Linked DNA regions of Sus scrofa: region 1 is linked to region 2. The links are chromatin contacts, called in public HiChIP or PLAC-seq maps. All regions are on one chromosome and are shown on one strand. Each heading gives the region's core, a stretch centred on a gene start, on an enhancer-like site or on the middle of the called end of the contact. The rest is flanking DNA. Distances are from core to core; before and after follow the strand shown. Region 1 overlaps NDRG1 (protein NDRG1). Region 2 has its middle 20 kb from the start of ST3GAL1.

Region 1 (3,821 bases), core at 156-2,655, 140 kb after region 2:
AAAATAAAATAGATGCCAACATTTGCATCAGTTTCAGACTTTCCCGAGTGCCCGATCTCTGTTCATCCCTACAATTGGATGACATAGGTAGTAGGTAATGTCATCCCCACGGTTTTTTTTTTTTTTACTTTTATTCACATTTTTTTTTTTTTTTTTTTTTTTTTACGGAATTTACTCCCAGGCCATGAGTTTTTGTTTCTTCATTTTCTTCTGGGACATCTTTGTCTTCTGTGCAACCTCCTCTGCTGGCTTAGGAACCCCCTTCTCCTTTTCAGTAAGGCTCATCTCACTGTGGCAGGGAAAACTCACATTAGGGTTGCTCTGACCACACGCTCAGTAAGTCCTGCACTGCATCTTGGGGGCTTTATTCACCTGGATGTGCTCAATTACCAGAGAATCTGCATCGAAGCCCTTAAATTCAGCATCCCTCCGCATTTTTGAGCATCTGCAATAAAAATTCAGAGCTCTTTTGGGGCCTCCGATCCTGTGCCCAGCCCTGCTGCTTGGGCTGGACACACCCACCAGCTCCACCATTGTACTGCTGGAAGGGCACACATGGCTTCTGTAAAGTGACATCCTTCACATACTTGGTGGTGCATATCCTTAGTGGCCTGGGCAGTTTCACCAGTGTTCTTAAGTGGACACGAAGATTTGAAACCTCTTGGTTTGCATGATTTTGTGGGGTTTTCTGGGTCAAGTGAAAAGGGAACCATTTTTAGAGGTCCTCAGGCCAATTACTGGGGAAAAAACCCTCAGCCACCCCCCCCCTTTTTTTAAGGGCATTGAGGCTCAGAAAAGTAAAACACTTGTCTAACAAAGGGACAGGGCTGGAACAAGTTTCCATCCAGGAGGACTGACTTCAGATCACAACTCCTGAAGTCTGAGCCCGGAAGGGCGTGGTTGCCCCTCAGGGTTGCGTCACCTCTGCTCCCAGCTGATATTCAGACATGAGTCTGCATCTGGGTGTAGCTTCTGCTTTCCCGAAGGTTCCCTCAGGCTCCCTAGCCGGCTTGTGAATTAGGCATCACTACATTCACTTTGTGGTGAGGCTTGTGACCCGCCCAGGGTCATGGGTCCCATGCATGACATTTTGCCCGCTCTCAATGCAGGAGGAGATGCAGAATAACGTGGAGGTGGTGCACACCTACCGACAGCACATCATCAACGACATGAACCCTGGTAACCTGCACCTGTTCATCAACGCCTACAACAGGTACCGAATGCTGCCCAGCCACACAATAGCTGCTTGTCTGGCTCCTTTTGTAGGTCTGGCATGCACATGGGGCAGGAGAAGGGGGATCATAAAATTAACAGAAGATTCAGCCCTGAGCAAAATAGATGATCAGAGGTGCCTGGGGAATCCAGATGCCTTGGGGAGTTTTGAGTGCTTTGCAAGGAGCTGAACTTCCACTCCAGACCACTAGGGGCGCAAGCGAGAGTGGGACCTGGTCACATCTCAATGGGTTTGAATACATGCCTGTGCCATGGCTGACGCCAAGGAAGGTCCAGGTGTGATGCGAGCGGCAGAGGATGTGGGAGGATGGGAGGAATCCAGGGAGGCTGCTGGGAGGCGGAGGAGTCGTTCCAAGGATGAGGAGCACTTTAGCAGGCCTTTGGCAGGGGTGCAGCCCTCTTAAGGATAAGAGGGTCTGGAGTCAACTAGAGGAGGGGATGCTGGGACCGCTGGTGTTGGTCAGAGGTTCTAGAATCTTCAGGGAACTCATCCTGCTGTGCTCCCACAGAGGTGGCAGGAATGAGCCTCCTGGGCTCTGTTTTCCTACATGTTAATAACTTGACTTCATGATGGGCATTAGAGTCCATTTCCTCTGACCCTCCTCCCAGCCTCTCAGTGCAGGAGGAACAGGCGGTACCCCCAGCGTGTAACTGAGGGCATGGAGGCTGAGCTGCTCATTTATTCAGCAAACCCTAAACAAGGCTGGAGTGGGCAGGCTTTCAGTGGGGCCGTGGGCACGAGGAGGAGGCCAGCCACAGCCCTCACAGCCCCACATGCTGCAGGAAGAAACTGATTCCTGTCAAAAACCCCATGAAGAAGTGCTGTCACAGCCATTTCCTGCTAAGGAAACAAAGGCACAGAGAGGCTCAGCCTCCTGCCTGAGGTCACCCAGCTAGGAAGCAGAGGGGTGTGATTTGAATCCAGCCGGGCTGACTCCCATCTGTGACGTGAGAAAGGGCATCTCACGGTGGGAGCCAGCAGGCAGTGTGAGGCTGGTGAGGAGACGGATGGGGCCAGGCTGGACTTTACGGCACAGCAGAAAACCGCAGGAGGGTTGAAAATGAGGGAGTGAATGGGATAAGCCTGAGTTCCAAAATGATGCTTTGGGAGTTCCCATTGTGGCTCAGCTGGTTACGAACCCGAATAGAATCGTACCCATGAGGATGCGGCCCCACTCAGTGGGTTAAATATCTGGCGTTGCCATGGGCTGTGGAGTAGGTCGCAGATGCAGCTTGGATCCCTCGATGGTTGCTGTGACTGTGGGGCAGCTCCGATTCTACCCCCAGCCTGGGAACTTCCTTATGCCGCAGGTGCGGCCCTAAAAAACACAAAACAAAACAAAACAAAACAAAATGATGCGGTTACTATACAGAGGACTCAGAATTTGGGTGGGACTGAGGCTCAGACCAAGTGGAGGCTGGACACCATCTGAGACATGCAGGCTCCGACTAGGGCCACGGGAGGCAGGGACCTTCTGTAGAGGAGGGTGTGACGTGTCCTCCTAACAAAAGAAGGAAACCTGGGGGCGCCATGGGGAATGCGTGAGTCCTGAAACGTCTGTGGATCCCAAGAGGCCGGGGAGTGACCTTGCACGGGTTGGGATGTGGGTGTTTGCCAGAGTGGATGGTGCAGGACCTCCAGGGATCAGCTCAGGGGGAGGGGGCTTCCTCCAGGGGAGGGTCTGCTATGCTGGCGTAATGGGGCATTTGTCTGTGTCTGTCTGTAGCCGGCGGGACCTGGAGATTGAGCGGCCGATGCCCGGAGCCCACACGGTCACCCTGCAGTGAGTTGCTCTTTCTTCCTGCTGTCTCCTTAGCTTTACTCACAGTTGCCCGCTGTGCCTTCCTTCTGAGTCCGGCAGGACTGGCCCCTGCCCCATGCTAGGACTGGGTGGGTTCTGTCCAGGGATTGGGCATGGCCCAGCCTCACTTGTCTTCTCCTTGGGCAAGGGCTTGGTTCATAGAGTGTCCCTGAGACTAACAGGGAGGCTTAGATCTCAGATGAGAAATGCTGTCCACACCAGACAGGATTTACGAAGCATCTGTTTTGCCCCCATACTGTGTGAGGCTTTGCTTCACTGAGCCTTGGGGTGAACAAGACATAGGACCCACCCTGAAGAGCCCTATAAAACTGGAAGGAAAAGACACTCATGGATACAACCAGCTGGATTCCACCAGTAGTGACTGTTGGTTTTTTTATAACCTCATCACCCCCATGAACCATATTATTTGACACTTAAACTTGGCACATGCTTTGTCACATCCTTTGCCAGGCATGTCCTTTTTGTCTCTGATCTCGATTGCTAGCAAAGTCCTATTTATCCTTCCTTGAGGAGAGGAAATAAAACATCAGGGCATGGAAATTCTCTGGCTGAAATTCAGACTAAGGTGTAAATGACTACTAACTCATGTTATTCTAAGAGTAAAGCAGAGGATAGAGAAAGAAGGCAGTTAAAAAAGAGCAAAGGGTAATGGGAAAAAACAAAATAATTTTTTTTTTTTAGCATTTTCATCCCAGCCTGGCAGGCCTGGGAGTGTAAGGCTCTTTAAATGAACTTCAGCTCCTCCTTCTCTCTCTGCCCCCAGGT
Region 2 (3,463 bases), core at 204-2,703:
GGTATTAAATGACAGAGTAGCTATAAAGCCAAGAAGGCAGCATCCCAGCCTCTGAGTCCTTTCTGTGTGCCAGGCTTTCGTGATGCATTTTCTCACTTCGTTCTCACAAGAGGCCTAAGGGTGAGATGGCGTTGCCACCTTCGTGGAAGGTCTGGGGCTCAGAGACCTTGGTTACTTGCTGCAGCCACACACTCTGTAAGGGATCAGGAGGATTCAAGGTCAGACCTGGCTCTGTCAGGCTAGTGCTGCGGCCACCAGTAAGCCCTACCTCCCAGTGACTTACAACCGAATAACAAGGTTTGTTCCCTGCAGTGTCACAGTCTGAGGGGTTTGGCAATCTCTCCCTGTGGTGACTTGGGTCCCCTAGCTGTTTTCATCTTGTGCCAACTCCAACTTCAATCGGTGGCCTTCAAGGTCACGGGCAAAGGGAGGGGGGGTGATGACTCACTAATTCTTTTTTTTTGTCTTTTTAGGGCCGTACCCGTGCCAGATGGAGGTTCCCGGGCTAGGGGGAGAATCGGAGCTACAACTGCCGGCCTGCACCACAGCCACAGCAAAGCCAGATCTGAGCCGCGTCTGCGACCTACATCCCGATGGATCCTTATGCCACTGAGCAAGACCAGGCATTGAACCTGCATCCTCGGGTTCATTTCTGCTGAGACGGGAAGTCTGACTCACTCATTCTTAACTCTCTCTGCCTGGAGTTGACACCCATAGCTTCCGCTCAAGGTCCAGGGGCCAGAGCTACCCACGTGGTCCCAACAAGGGGCGGGAGGCTGGGAGATGTGGTGGAGCATCTGGGATTCAGAGGGGCAGTGTCTCCACCCACGTCTTTCCCTGACGTCACCCACATCAAGGAGCTGGCTGGTGAGAGGCCCCCTGGTCCTGCCCTGGTGAGACCCGAGTCTGCCTGGGCCAAGGGCTCCATGCTGTGGGCTCAGGGAATGGCAGACGGACCAGCCCAGACCCTAGGGAGGGACCCCAGCCTAGGCTCCATCAATGCCTCCTGCTATCCGAAGGGCTGCAGTGTGGACCAGGAGCTGGGTGTGTTCCTGTGCTTATTCCCTTCGCCGGGCTCCTTCTGTGCAGATCCTTCTTCCACTGCGGACTCCCCAGTGAAGGCAGGAGCAGCCCTGTGTCCGACGGGGGGATTCTTCTAGAAGCCCTGAAGGAAGGCCTTCAGGTTACACATTCCTCACAGCCAGAGCTCTGTGATGGAAGAGGAGGGAAGGTGGGGGTGGTGGGTCAGGACCAGAAACAATGAGAGAGAAAAGCTGGCTGTCAGGGTTTCATTTAAACTTAGGTTTTCTAAAGAAATCTGAGCCCATAGAATTGTTCCAGAAATAGAGCTGTGACTGCAGGCACGTCCTGGAAACCCGACTTCCTGTTGCACACACGTGGCTTCCCTTTACCAGCTGAGCTTTCCGAATAAAGACGGAAAATGCACGGGCCAGCCTCTCCAGGTCCCGGTTGCGAAAGAGTCAGGCTTCCCCGTCCGATGCACGTAGGCTCGGCGGAGGGTGGGAAGCTGGGAAAGAGCCCAGCTGATCAGGAGATGCCTCTGGGCAGATTCTTCCCAGGGCACCGGGTCCCTGGGAAACCAGGTCCCTGCCCAGGGGGCCAAGGTCCTGCCCCAGCCCTGCCCTTGCCCTCCAGCTCGGCCACCTCTCCTTGCTGGGCTGTGGCGATTGCCTCCCTTCCTGCTGTGGCACTAGCTGGCTGGATGGGGGCAGGACGAACCCTCTGGCCCTCAGGAGAGTCATCTGCTACCCTCTCCGCTTTGGCTGGAGGACACATCCCCCTTCCCTTCTGACACCCACCTTCTCCCCCCACCCTGGCCCGTCTTGCCAGGCTTCCAGAGCCTTCTGCCCTCAGAACATGCTTTTCCAAGGACCTGTGTCTTGGCCTTCCTGTCCGCCTGGTCCCCTGGGCAGCTCTCAGTCAGAGATGGGGGAGGGGGGTCCTCTTATTCTCAGGCAGTGCCCAGGACAGGGCCTGGCAGCTGGCAAGTGCTCAGTCAGTGCTGGCTGAATGGACAAAGCATCACCTTAAAGATGCTTTGACGGGGGAGGTCCCGTCATGGTGCAGTGGAAACAAATCCAACGAGGAAACGTGAGGTTGCGGGTTCCATCCCTGGCCTCGCTCCATGGGTTAAGAATCCGGTGTTGCTGTGAGCTGTGGTGTAGGTTGCACATGCGGCTCGGATCTGGCGTTGCTGCAGCTGTGGTGTAGGCCGGCAGCTGTGGCTCCGATTGGACCCCTAGCCTGGGAACCTCCATGTGCGGCGGATGCGGCCTTAAAAAGAAAAAATAAAAATAAAAAGGTGCTGGCTGGATAAATAGTCAGGTAAATGCGAGAGATGCAGCAGAAGATGAAGGCTGAGGGGGGCGTAGTGGGAAGGTGAGAGAGTTGCCCCCCACCCCGTGGCATCATTCCCAACCCGCTGGAAAGCCATAGCACCAACCTGTCCCTCCTCTGACCCCAATTCTCTAGGCTACGAATTTGAGTGGCCAGGTCAATTTGAAGTGCCTCCTGCTGATGGAGCAACCCTCTCCCGATCTGACCCTCTGTGAGCCTCAGAGCCTGGGGTCTTGGTTGGCATGGAGGGGACCTTCCCAAGGCCGAAGACTCAGGTCAGCAGTTTTGAACTGAGACATCCCCTGGAAGGACACACCTGGGGTTGGGGGGGAGTGGACCCCACAGGGGGTACTTTGTGCTGGGAGTCAGGGGTCCCCAGGAACACCAGGCCGAATTCCAAATTCCGACCTTTCCCTGGCACGTTCGCATCCACGACCATGTTTGCTGCTTGCAGAGCTGCGTAGAGCGGGAGGCAGAGGCCCCCAGCTCTGGATTCAGGGAGGTGTGGTGACTTAGCCACGGCCCCACAACACAGAGCAGGGCTGGCCTTCATTAGGCTTTGAAGGTCCCTGTGCAGATGCAACACTGGCCCGAGAAGGCGCTCGGTAGGTCCGGATGCCCAGGACCTTGCGTGGGAAGTATGTGTCATGCCAGCCTCAGGTCAGGAACTCGCCCAAAGCCAGAGCTCATAGGATTTGAACCGGCCATTTGACGCCATAGTTCAGGCCCTTACCTATCACACAGGGCTGTATTCTGCCACGTGGGGCGGCCAGACTGCAAGCTTTGGGTGTCAGAAGAACTCATAAATAGAAGGCCTTTAGGAAGAGCCAGAATGAGAAGGCACAGGAGTTTCTATTGTGACACAGCAGAAACGAATCCAACTAGCTTCCATGAAGCTGTGGGTTCGATCCCTGGTCTCGCTCAGTGGGTTAAGGATCTGATGTGGCTGTGGCTGGGGTGTGGGCTGGCAGCTGCAGCTCTGATTTGGCCTCTAGCCTGAGAACTTCCATATGCCGTGGGTGAGGCCCCAAAAAGCAAAAAAAAAAAAAAAAAAAAAAGAGAGAGAGAGAGAGAAGGCATTTCAGAACAGTGGTAGATGAAGCCT

What was found. HiChIP or PLAC-seq counts read pairs in DNA pulled down with a chosen protein or histone mark.
Region 1: an H3K27ac HiChIP or PLAC-seq map of alveolar macrophages shows a contact between it and region 2. The contact joins two enhancer-like sites. A contact is called at or near these places in 4 of 47 Hi-C or Micro-C datasets (alveolar macrophages, embryonic fibroblasts, fetal skeletal muscle and 1 more) and 2 of 2 datasets of contacts at active chromatin or transcription factors (alveolar macrophages and skeletal muscle).

Annotation. Positions count from the first base shown.
Region 1 is chr4:8,055,161-8,058,981 of Sscrofa11.1, forward strand. It overlaps NDRG1 (protein NDRG1), which reads left to right. Exons shown (of 16, transcript XM_021088875.1): 10 at 1,110-1,213; 11 at 2,961-3,017; 12 at 3,820-3,821. It also overlaps the pseudogene LOC106509942. Among named protein-coding and RNA genes, the nearest start is that of NDRG1, 43 kb to the left of the region's middle. Within about 2 kb of position 1,406, at least 4 of the 83 cell types and tissues checked have an H3K27ac peak or open chromatin away from gene starts, as enhancers often do. A contact at or near this core is called in alveolar macrophages, where this site is marked.
Region 2 is chr4:7,914,923-7,918,385 of Sscrofa11.1, forward strand. No RefSeq gene overlaps it. Among named protein-coding and RNA genes, the nearest start is that of ST3GAL1, 20 kb to the left of the region's middle. Within about 2 kb of position 1,454, at least 27 of the 83 cell types and tissues checked have an H3K27ac peak or open chromatin away from gene starts, as enhancers often do. A contact at or near this core is called in alveolar macrophages, where this site is marked.